Regions from separate parts of the Sus scrofa genome. Here region 2 is linked to region 1. Evidence: chromatin contacts called from public Hi-C data. All regions are on one chromosome and are shown on one strand. The core of a region is the stretch at or near the end of the contact, and the rest is flanking DNA. Distances in the headings are between cores, read along the strand shown. Region 1 has its middle 46 kb from the start of SEC61B. Region 2 has its middle 130 kb from the start of SEC61B.

Evidence for each region. Hi-C and Micro-C count contacts between places; a contact is called where the count stands out from the background.
Region 2: a contact with region 1 is called in a Hi-C map of adipocytes, with 1.9 times the contacts expected there. The contact joins two enhancer-like sites. A contact is called at or near these places in 5 of 47 Hi-C or Micro-C datasets (adipocytes, embryonic fibroblasts, psoas muscle and 1 more).

Annotation. Positions count from the first base shown.
Region 1 is chr1:241,027,913-241,033,945 of Sscrofa11.1, forward strand. No RefSeq gene overlaps it. Among named protein-coding and RNA genes, the nearest start is that of SEC61B, 46 kb to the left of the region's middle. Within about 2 kb of position 2,244, at least 1 of the 83 cell types and tissues checked has an H3K27ac peak or open chromatin away from gene starts, as enhancers often do.
Region 2 is chr1:241,108,571-241,114,603 of Sscrofa11.1, forward strand. No RefSeq gene overlaps it. Among named protein-coding and RNA genes, the nearest start is that of SEC61B, 130 kb to the left of the region's middle. Within about 2 kb of position 2,796, at least 2 of the 83 cell types and tissues checked have an H3K27ac peak or open chromatin away from gene starts, as enhancers often do.

The sequences.
Region 1 (6,033 bases), core at 994-3,493:
ATCTGTGCTGCAACATGTGTCACTATTTCACTCTTGTTTATTGCTGAATGCTGAATAACATCCCATTTTATAGAAATACCACATCTTATTGGGGTTGTTCCCACTTTTCAGCTGTTCTCAGTAATATTGCTATGAGCATTAGTGTACAGGTTTTTTTTATGTGGAGCCATGTTTTCAGTTTTCTTGGGTACATACCTGGGAGGGCAAGTTCTGCATGATTACTTCTCTGAACTTATGTCATGCACCACCTTTACACTCCCTAAGGTCCAGCCACAGTGGACCAAACCCATGCTTTCAAGGCTCCCCCCCCCACCAACTTTTGCCCACACTGTTCCCCCCCGAGAAGCTCGTCCCTCCCCCATCATTTTGGGTTAAAATCAGATGTGTTACTGAAATCCCAGCTCAAATGTCGCTTCCTCTACTGCTGCCTCTTGTAAGAATCATGTGACCCCATGAGTCTGTCTGATAACACTAGGCCTTTCCACTGTGGACTGAAGTTATTCTGTGTCTAGGTCTTATTATCTTCTTAGACTATACCCCTCCTAATTTTATAGAGACTTTGGTTTTTGGAGTCAGTTTTATATTCCAAATGCTTGCACATAGCAGAACCTGCATAATTATTTGACTATTTTCCATCGAGCATTTGATGTGCTCTGTTACTTAATGATTTTAAGGTGATACCTCTGTACCCTATGTGGCTATTGGGATCATGAGAGCCCTTCCCATCTTCTCAGAATGAAGACACATTCTCTAGGCAGCACTTAGGGAATAGGCCAAGCTGCCTTCTGTTTCTCTGGCCCACTCCCCTTGTTTCCAGGCTGACATGGGTATTTCAGCCTCTTCTTCACATTCCCCGCTAACACCTAGTGAATTACTCTGAAAAACAAGGTTGTGCATTTGGATCCCAACTTCTTTGAGGACTGCTTATGGCTTTGAAATTTATAAACATAGATAGCTGTCTTCCCAGATGACCTACCAAATCATAGTCCCCTAGAAAGCAGGGCTCAATTAGATGTTTAAGGCATCAGATAGTTAAATGGACTCGATGACTTCCCGCCCTGTGCAAGGTGGGCTATGGCCCTGACCAGTAGTCACTTGGTCTCAGATTGAACATTTCCAACAAGTAAACACCTTCTGCCCATGGCTACTTGAAGGGTGGGAAAGTTCTTCAAACTAAAATCTGCCTTCTTGGAGCTTGGCCCCTTGAACAACGACCTATCACTCCCTCTGTTCCAGCATAACCCTTCAAGTTTTAAAAACAGGAATGTGGCTTCTGTGCTTATTCTTATCCAGACAGGATAGCTCCAGTTCTTTCAGTAAGTAATCAATAGCTAATAAGAAACAATAAAAAAGAGATATTAAATAATCAATTAATAATAATACTTTCAAATAAGAAACATATCATAATACTACACTAAAAAGTGACAATATTAAAACTGCAGCCTTTAACATCTGATCCCCCAGCATTCAAAGTATACTGAGCATTGTGCCAAGCACTTTACCTAGATTAACTCTTTTGATCTCACAACAACCATATGTGGTAGGGATATGATGGATCCCATTTGACAGGCAAGGAAACCGAGACTTAAGAGTAACTTGACAAAACTCACCTAGCTAGGGTGGAGGTGAGTATTTTGAATGCAAGCAAGTCTTCTTCTTGAGCTCAAGGTCTAACTTGCATATGCTCAGCCTTATCACTGGGTCCTGCCAGGTGACCATGACCTTCTCCAGAGAGCTGTGGCTGGCCTTCTCCTCCGATGGTCAGGAGATATGTGTTACAACATGGACACTCCTAAATTGGGGTGTGAATCTGCATGAGGTCCTCTCCTTGCCTGAAGTTCTGTAACTTCATACAAAACAAGGAACTAGCTAGTCTATAAGGTTACCACTGGCTTGCAGTTTGAATGTTCCAACCTCCAACCTCTGAATGCACTGAACTCTTTCAGCCTCTGGTCCTATTGCCCAAAGTTTCTTCTATTTTCTATTGCTTGACAAAAAATTCCTCATTTTTTGAGACCTGGTTTGAAAAATGCTTCCTCTGTGCAGCCTTCCCTGAACCCTGGGGAAAGTCAGCTTTGTCAGCCTCTGTTTGCTAAACACTTGCATAAATATCTGCTCTGGTTTCCTCAGATGGATGGTGACTGTCTCAAGGATAGAGGTTTGTTTTTTCATTGTCGCAACCTCTGCACTTGGATGGACATCAGAATGGCCAAAAAGTCCTGGTACCATTTCACCGTCACATCTGCTAGATGGCGCTGCAGCCCACAGGAGTTTCACCCCAAGGTCCTGCAAAGCAGCTGGTCCTGCCAAGCAGCTGGTCCTGCCAGTAGGGGCGGTAGCCTTAGGCCAAGCTGGGAGACCACTTGGCTAGAAGCCCCGGAAAAGTACAAGCTTCTATTTTCTCCTCATCTGTTCAGTTTTGAGTGCTGCCTGGATTGATTCCTTTATATTTCCATTCCTGGAGGTCTAGGAGGGCAGAGATCACTCCCTCCTTCCCTTTCTCTGCTGCCTCATAGCAGGCGAATTTAGACCATTCCTTTCCTCTGTCTTTGGACTGTTCCATGTTTACTGTCCAGTGTGTGTATTATCTGCTGGGTTTTGCCATGTGTCATTCTCACCTACGCTCTGAAAAAGGAGGGGAAAGATAGAGTTTTGTCAGTATCTCTTGGTAATATTTCTGATCCAAATGAACTTCCATTTCTGATCCTTTCACTGTTTGAATCCATTTTAAAACCTTTTTCTATTTTCCTCTATCTTCTTTCCATTTTTTTCAGTGTCTCAGCACAACCTCTATGCCTTTCAATAGAAGGTTGGCAGTATGGTAGTGGTTAATGGCATTGAAACTGGGTTGCCTGGGTCTGAATCTTGCCTTTGCTACTTGTTGAATGAACTTGGGCAAGTTACCTCACCACTTGGTGACTCAGTTTTCTTATCTATAAAATGAAGATAGTAACAGTACCTACCCCCAAAGAATTATTGTGAGGATCAAATGGCTCTTAGTGCTTTAATTAATTAATTAATTAATTAATTTGGCCATGCCTGCGGCACATCCCATCTTTAGCCCCCAGAAGCCCTGGCATATGAGAGAAAAATTAAAATTGTGAAAGAAACAAATCTTGTTTTTCCTTTAATGATAAAAATAAGCTAAAATTATTATTTATAAGTGCTTACTCATTTTTTATTATTTATTTATTTTTTTAAGGGCTGCACCTGCGGCATTTGGAAGTTCTCAGGCTAGGGGTCGAATCAGAGCTGTAGCCACCAGCCTACACCACAGCCACAGCCACAGCAACATGGGATCCAAGCTGTGTCTGCAAACTTCACCACAGCTCACAGCAACGCCAGATCCCTAACCCATCAGTCAAGGCCAGAGCTTGAACCCATATCCTCATGGTTACTAGTTAGATTTGTTTCCACTGTGCCACAATGGGAAGTCCAACCGCTTACTCATTTAAATTGCTTCTAATTTAAAATTAATAATACTTAATGTTGGCTAGGGTATTAAATGCCTCATTTATTGCTGGTGGAGTATAAAATGGGAGACGCTTTCTGGAAGGCAATTTGACAATATGCAGAAAGAACCTGAGAAAAAGTTGACTCAATAATTCCACTGCTTTTTTTTTTATTCTGAGTGCTTGGATATGCACAAAGTTTTAAGTAAGTACAAGGGTGTTCATAACAGCAGCATTTGTCCTTTTGTTCCCCCTTTTCTTCTTTGGCTGCACCTGCAGCATGCAGAAGTTCCCAGTCTGGGATGGAACTTGCACCACAGCAGTGACCAAAGCTGCTGAAGTGACAGTGCTGGATCCTTAACCTTCTAAGCCACAAGAGAACTCCAACATTTATTCTTTTATTTTTATTTTATTTTCTTCCAGTTTTATTGAGATATAATTGACATACGGCACAGTATAAGTTTAAGGTGTGAAGCATAATGACTTGACTTATACACAAGTCATGAAATAACTACCACCATAAGTTAGTAAACATCTATCATCTCATACAGATATAAAGTTAAAAACAAGAAAAAAATTTTCCTTGTGATGAAAACTCTTTGGATTTTACCCTCTTGTCATTTTGCATATATAACATACAACAATACTAATTATATTAATCACATCATACATTACATCTCTAATACTTATTTGTCTTTTTACTGGAAGTTTGTGCCTTTTGACTATCTTCATCCAGTTCCCTCCCTACCCTACCCTCTAGTAACCATAAATCTGATCTCTTTTTCTGAGTTTGTTTTGTGAAGCATAATTGATCTACAAAACCATGTTAGTTCTTAGTACATAACACAGTGATACATTTCAAAATGATCACCATCAGCAGTATTTATTCTATTAAAGAATCACTAACAATTGAACAGAAACACTGAAATAGTGAAATAAATGATGACACCCCCATAAGATAAAATATTAAGCAGCTATTAAGTGATCTCTTCCATGGGATAGTTAATAATGTGGGAAAACACGATTTCCCTGATATAAATTTAAGTGATAAAAAGTAACCCACAAAACTGTGTACACAGAATGGGCCCATTATTTAACCCCACTAGTTCCAATTTCCTTATCTGCAAAATTAAAATAATAATAGTATTATCTTTTAGGATTGTTACATGGTTTAGTATTTTTTAAAAAGCTTTAAATAAAGTATTTTATTAGTTCTGGCATGGGAGTAAGTGCTGAGTAAATGTTGCATGTTAGCTATTGTCATAAAACATTTATCAGGAGAATTATGGAAGGAAATACAGCAGAGTGCTAATGGAGGTTAATCACAGGTGGTGGGATTACAGAAGTTTTAATTTTCTTCTTTAGAAATAAAATATATGTAAAGTAGCTAATAACATTCTGGACTCCAGTAGGTGCTCAATAAAAGATAGCTAGCATTATTCCGTTTTTTCTCTATCTTTTCAATAATGAACATTAAAGTTCAAATAGCTTTAACTTTTAAAGTAAAGCTATATATTATATTACATATAATATAAATATTACAGTATAAGCCTCATCCATATATTAAACATATAGCTACAATGCTAGTTTTTTAAAAAATATTTGTTAATTACTTAACAACCCTGACATAAATTCTATGCCAAGCTTTGTGATGCCACTAGGTCATATGGCAAGGAAAACTGACTGTAGACCTTTTTTCTTCAGCTGGGAGCCCATGATAACCAACTCAATTCTGTTTGCATCATCCTCTTTTTGAGATGCTCACAAATATTCCTTCCCTATGGCTGTTGTTGTTTTGATAACACGTTCCTTCTATGACTCAGTAGTTTTCTCTTTTGCCATTTTTTCCCTCAGACTTTCCTTTTTTCACAACAAATTCCATGACTATCTTAACGGTCTTCTGATTTTATCCCACACTACACTCTCCTTTCCCATCCAAAACAAACAACAATTCATCTCTCCCTTGTAAATGAAGTCAAGATTGCTGATAATAATCATTTCCACCTCTTTCAAGTCCAAAAAAAAAAAAATTTATGAGTAAGTTGGGATTACAAACCAGAAGGAAAGAATGACTAATTTGATGAAAGATATTAGGAAATTTGACCAACTATTTTGGAAAAAAAGATGAGATTCCTATGGCATACCACACAACAAAATAAATTCCAGATGGATTAAAGAAGCACAGCTAGGAAAACTTAAAAGATATTGGTGAATATCTCATCTTAGAGTGGGAAAAACCTTTCTAAAGATTTATGATTTGCAAAGGTAGATATGTCAAAACAGACATAAAACCCTCCTCCACTCAACAAAGTCCAAAACAAAAAGGAAAACAAACATATTTGCAAGATTTATGCCAAAGACAGATATTGCTAAGATAGGAAAAGTCTTCACAAATCAATGGGAAAATTTGAGTAAGTCAACAGAAACATGGACAAAAATAAGCCAAATTATAAGCTACATGATAGACTGGGAGGAAATTTTTGTAGCATATAAAACAAAGTATTAAGAAAGTGTTAATTGTTTAAAGAGCTCCTGTAAATCAATATAACAAAAGACAAAGAAAAACTAGCAAGGTCTCTAA
Region 2 (6,033 bases), core at 1,546-4,045, 81 kb after region 1:
TGATTCTTTTCTCTTAATTTTTTGTGTATCTACTTCAGGTTTTTCTTTGTGGTTACCATGAAAATGACATAAAATACCTTATGGTTATCATGTTTTAAGCTGATAACTTTGCATACAAAACCTTTATACTTTTATTTCTGTTTCCTAAGTTTTAGATTATTGATATTATAATTTATATCTTTTTAATATCATGTATGGAGGTTCTCAAGCTAGGGGTCAAACTGGAGCTGTAGCCACTGGCCTACACCACAGCCACATAATGTCAGATCCGAGCCGCATCCGCAACCTACACCAAGCTCACGGCAATGCTGGATCCTTAACCCACTGAGTGAGGCCAGGGATCAAACCTGCATCCTCAAGAATGCTAGTCAGATTCTTTTCCACTGAGCTATGACTGGAACTCCAAGAATTCTGACTTTGATATATTTATCTTTGCCAGTAAGTTTTATGCATTTATATGTTTCTATGTTGTTAATTAGTGTTCTTTCATTTTATCTTAAAGAACTATCTTTAGTATTTATTGTAAGACAGGTCTAGTGGTGATGAATTCCCTAAGCTTTTGTTTGTCATGTTTTATTCATTCTGTTCTCTTCACCTACAGAGCACCAAAATATGTGGCAACATTATTAAGGATCTATCATTATTACAGAGCAAGAATGGACCTTAGGAGTTATTTCAAAGATGAAGCCTGACCAAAAAAACAAACAACCCCATCAAAAAATGGGCAGAAGATATAAACAGACAATTCTCCAAAGAAGACATACAATGGCCAAAAAACACATGAAAAGATGTTCAACATCACTCATTATTAGAGAAATGCAAATCAAAACCACTAGGAGGTACCACCTTATACCAGCCAGAATGGCCATCATCAAAATGCCTACAAATAATAAGTGCTGGAGAGGGTGTGGAAAAAAAAGAATGCTATTACACTGTCGGTGGGATTGTAAATTGGTGCAACCACTGTGGAAAACAGTATGGAGATGCCTCAGAAAACTAAAAATAGAACTACCATTTGATCCAACAATCCCACTTCTAGGCATCTATCCAGAGAAAACCATGACTCGCAAAGACACATGCCTCCGATGTTCACTGCAGCACTATTTTCAATAGCCAAGACCTGGAAACAACCTAAATGTCCATCGACAGAGGAGTGGATCAAGAAGAGGTGGTACATATACACAATGGAATATTATTCAGCCATTAAAAGGAAAGAAATACCAGCATTTTCAGCAACATAGATGGACCTAGAAATTATCATGTTAAGTGAAGTCAGCCATACAATGAGACACCAACATCAAATGCTTTCACTGACATGGGGAATCTGAAAAAAGGACACAATTAACTTCTTTGCAGAACAGATACTGACTCAACAGACTTTGAAAAACTTGTGGTTTCCCAAGGAGACAGTTTGGGGGATGGGGAGATGCGCTGGAGTTGTGGGATAGAAATCCTATAAAATTGGATTGTGATGATCATTGTACAACTATAAATGTAATAAATTCATTGAGTAATTTAAAAAAAAGGGATGAAGCCTGGAGTGAAGTGACTCAGATTCATAATTCTAAAGATGGAAAGGGACTTATTGGGTCTATCCTCTTTTGAGGCTATGAACTCTTCTATAGCACTTCCAATAAAAGTTGACCTGTCTTGGCTAGTTTCCCTCTAGAAATAGAGAGCTTACAATCTTCAGAGAGGGTCTTTCCATCTTGGAGAGTTTGACCATTAGTAAGTTCTTCCTCAACCAGCTAAAATATTTCTCCGTAGCTTTTTCTCTGTGTTTTTCAGTTTTTTGCCCTGGTGAACAATACCAAAGCTTGATGCTGGTTGGATCTAGAGTGGGAAGAATCCTGAGAGAGGGACAGCCAAGTCTGACACAAACACCAGCAGTCTCAGGTACATGTCTGAGAGGAAGAGTTCCCTGGATACAGTGGAACATTAACTAATCGTATGGCTCCTTTCAGTTAGAAGAAGGGATATCATCACATGGTCTAGCCTAGTTTATTAGAATTCCACAACAGATTTTAGAACTAAAGTCTGGACCAGTAATGTCATATTTTGATAGTTTTGAGCATATCTGTCTTCTTTGGACTCCTCAATGCAAATAACTGAGCCATGGCAATTACAGAGTATATCTGGTTCCCCTGGGCAAATCTCATTTTCATATTACCTTCCAAACATAACTTCTGATATAGCATTTACACTGTACACCTTTTAGCTTACATAAATTGACCTTAAACTTACACAGGACATTCTTGGGCTCACACTGCACCTTCTCAGCTTCCTTTCCTAATTACCAGATGCCTTGCTGGCCTCATATCATGGCATCACCCATGTTTTGGGGCCCTCTACTTCTGATTTCCTCCTCTCCTTGTAAAAGCAGAAGCCCTTTAAGATCTCTGGCCCAATATTTATTTATCTAGCTCAGGGCCTGGTCAGGTTTCTTATCTACCAGAGTTTTCTTTGGAGAACAAGGTCTCCAACATCTTTACTGACATATTTTGAAAATGTATGCAAAACACAGAGGTTTTTCCCTTTCCTACCAATAGCCAGGGTATAAACATAACTTACCCAAACCTGCAAATCCTATATTTGCAGTTGCTTTTAATGATGTGAACCAGTTACATCCCAAGAGCTGTCTCATCCACACTGTCCTGCTCTAATGGTAGGTGCTAAGAAGCATAGCCATTGCCTAATTTTATGGAAGGAGCTAAGAAGTATACCCATTGCCTAATTTTTAGTCATCCTCAAGACAGCTTGGCAAAAAGCCTTAAGATTTCCTAATGGTTGGATACACCACATCTGGAGTTTGGGTACGTCTCAAATCCAGCCAACTGATGAGCAAGCATTATCTGGAGAAGCTCACTCCAGACCTCCTGAATATTTGTCAAGAAAGAAATAATGAAAACCTCACAAAGTACAAATCCTAGGAAGCAAAGTGTCTAACATTAAACTTTCCATTTATGTCTCAAAGCACTCACTGGAACAATGGGATTTGGTACAGAATTTGTATTGAATTTATTACTAATGGATCTTTAGAGGACATATGCACTGCCTGCTGTTGTCCAGATATTTTCTCAAGAAAGTTACCCTTCCTCTCTAGTACATACCAGTACTTATTGCTTTGGCCAAAAATCAAATCAGGTAAGGAAAGATTTGGTCTTCAAGTGATATTTGTCACTATTATAATGATAATAGTAATAGCTGATGACATAGCAGTTATCTGAATCCTAGGAATTTTATATGCATTGTTTTTAATTCCTACATCTCTAGGAAAATATATATTATTGGTGATAGCAATAAGATGTCAAGATATTTTGCTGATATCTCAAATCTATGAGTCCTTGATCACTGGTGTCAGACTGCCCACCTCAGTCTGACACCAGTCCTGCTAGCTCTATGAGCAAGGTACAAAAGGACAAAGCTTAATAATTACAGAGGGAGCTTTGGCAACAAAACTTCCCACCCTAATGAGAGGCTAGATGACATCTAAATCTTAAGGACTAACTTTGTGCTCCTAGATAGACAAAGTCCTACATGAAAAACCATCCTAGCTCATTCTAAGAGTTATCACAACAGTGAAAAAGAAGAACATACCCAAGAGAAAGAGCATAAAGGGATAGAATGTTTTCCTAATATCTAGTGCAATAGGCTTAAATTGCCCCCATGCTACCGACCCTTACAAAATTAATGGTAGGAGAGTACAGTCTTCTAAGCTAAAGTAACCCTCAACCCTGCCAACTAGAGCTACTGACATAATCTAAAAAGGAAACGGATCCAATACAGCATGCCATGAGGAAGGAAGAAATTTTTAAGGTTTTTCTTCCTCCTTTTGAAAGATTTTCTTGTTAGTACAGAAATGGCAAATTACTGAGATGCGTGCAGATGCTCACTGCTCCTGAATCATGGCCAACATCCCCGATCAATGACGGCTCTCATTCTTGCCAAACCTAGACTCTTTCTCAACATGATGCCCCAAGCAGTTATATTAGATGACTGGAATTGGCGAGTGTTTAAAATCCTTTTACCATAATTATCTTAGCACCTCAGTAGAGCAGTGCCTGTTCACCATATCAGAAAACTCCTGCTGTGGGTAGAGGGTATGAGAAGGTACTTTAGTTTTCCTTCCCAGAAGCTGGGGCCTCTAGCTAATATACCCCCATATTTTGGATCTCTCTTAAACTTAGGGATGTGGCCATAGGCCAGAAAAATCAAGAGTATCAATCCTTGTCTCTTTTATGTCCAGACCTGGAAGAAGTGAATGGGCAGCTCAGCCTATTTCCTTCATGATTACCTGCTAAATTAAGCCACATAATTTCACCTATTCTATATTCCTTTCAGAAAGTCACTTTGTATAATCAAGCTCACCAGACAGGATTATAGAGTATGCATAGAAGAATGAAGTAGGTCTCCTCATTCCCCCCCCCACCCCCATAAAAATAACATACATCTTGGATAAATGCCAGATCAGACAGGAAGTCAGGACAACAGGCATAAACTTGGACTTTCCTGAGACAACCTAGATGTAAGGTCACCTTATTCAAAAGTACCTCTAAGAAGAGTATGATATTAGTTCCACACCCACAGAATGTAGAAATCACAAGACTATCTCAGGATCAATGTGACTTCTCATTTTCCTCCACCCTAAAAACTAGACTAGAAGCAAACCAATTGGCTTTCTGGTCCAATTTCCCTACCTTCCAAATGAAGAAGACTCTGCCAGCCCTTAAAAAAAAAATACAGATGGCACATGACCTCCCAATAAGTAAAGCAGGATAGCCCCAGAAATGGAGAGAAGATGAAGCTAATCTCTGCCACTTAGATGTTCCTGGTTCTCAGAGGTGGACTCTAAGGAGGGTTCTAATCTCATTTAATCCCATGCCTTTATCTCCTGGAAGCTAGCATATGTCCTTGGTATTTGGCTTTAAGATAAGTTTGTGTTTTACAGATGCTGCAAGTGAGTCCTGGCACAGTTTCCCTTGTTGATCCTTTGGAACCTTGGAGAAGTGGAACTACATGAGAGAGTTCATCGTGGATGGACCCAACCTGTGACACAGGAACGTTTTACTGAAGCAGGAGATGCCTGCCTGTGGCTACCAAGGAAGAAACCTAGTTTCCATCCCAGCTTCTACAGCTCCTGTGACTCCCACAGCTAGAATCAAGGTACAAAAGGAGCTTTTGATGTAATTGGAGAATGTTTTTCTCTGTGGCAAAGGGGGACTGATTAAAACAGAAAGAGATGCAATAACTTACAGTGCAGTGGCAAGTGTGGGTGTTTCTGCTGTGATCATGGTTTCTTGCTTTCAGATGTCTGTTATATAGTCTTCAGCTTGTTAACCAGGTGGTTAATGTGAGACAGGACTTTTAAGCTTAGTGTGGAGAGTGTGGGGCATCATGAAAGAGGCATTTGTAAAGACCTTGAGAGTATGAATTTCCTGTCTCAATGGTCCATGTAGGACCAAGTGGGAGCAATGGAAAGGAAAAGAGAAGAAGCACTGCCAAAATAATATTAGGACTGTTGTAGTAATCCAAGGTTTTTCTTTCTTGCAGGGGACATCTATTCCCCTCATAGGTCTGGTCCTTGAACCCACTGGACGAACTGGAGATAAATAGAAATCCTGGTCTTTAGGTCTTGTCTGCTAGAGAGCAAGTCAAGGATGTGTTTGGATTACAGTTTTCCATGTAGACAGGCAAACCAAAAAATTCTGGTGTCTGAATAGCAGGCTCTGCTTAGACCCTCCTCTTTTTGCACCTTATTTTTTGAGGTTCCTGCTTCACGTCTTCCTCCCATTTCCTAAGTTAGAAGTGTCTAAGAAGCTGTTTGCCCTCCGCAGATGAGTGAAAACCAGAGTGTGGTAAGCAATGGAAGAGACTGTGAGTGGGTGGATTAGTCAGGTTGCCTTAAGCTTTAGGGAGGTGGCTAGTTTTCCCTGCTCCAGAGTTGGGCACAGCCTGAGGAAAGTGTACCCTATAGGTTAGTTAACCTGCTTCCAGTCAAGGATTCAAGCCAGGGGCTGAATGAAATTCTAGGCT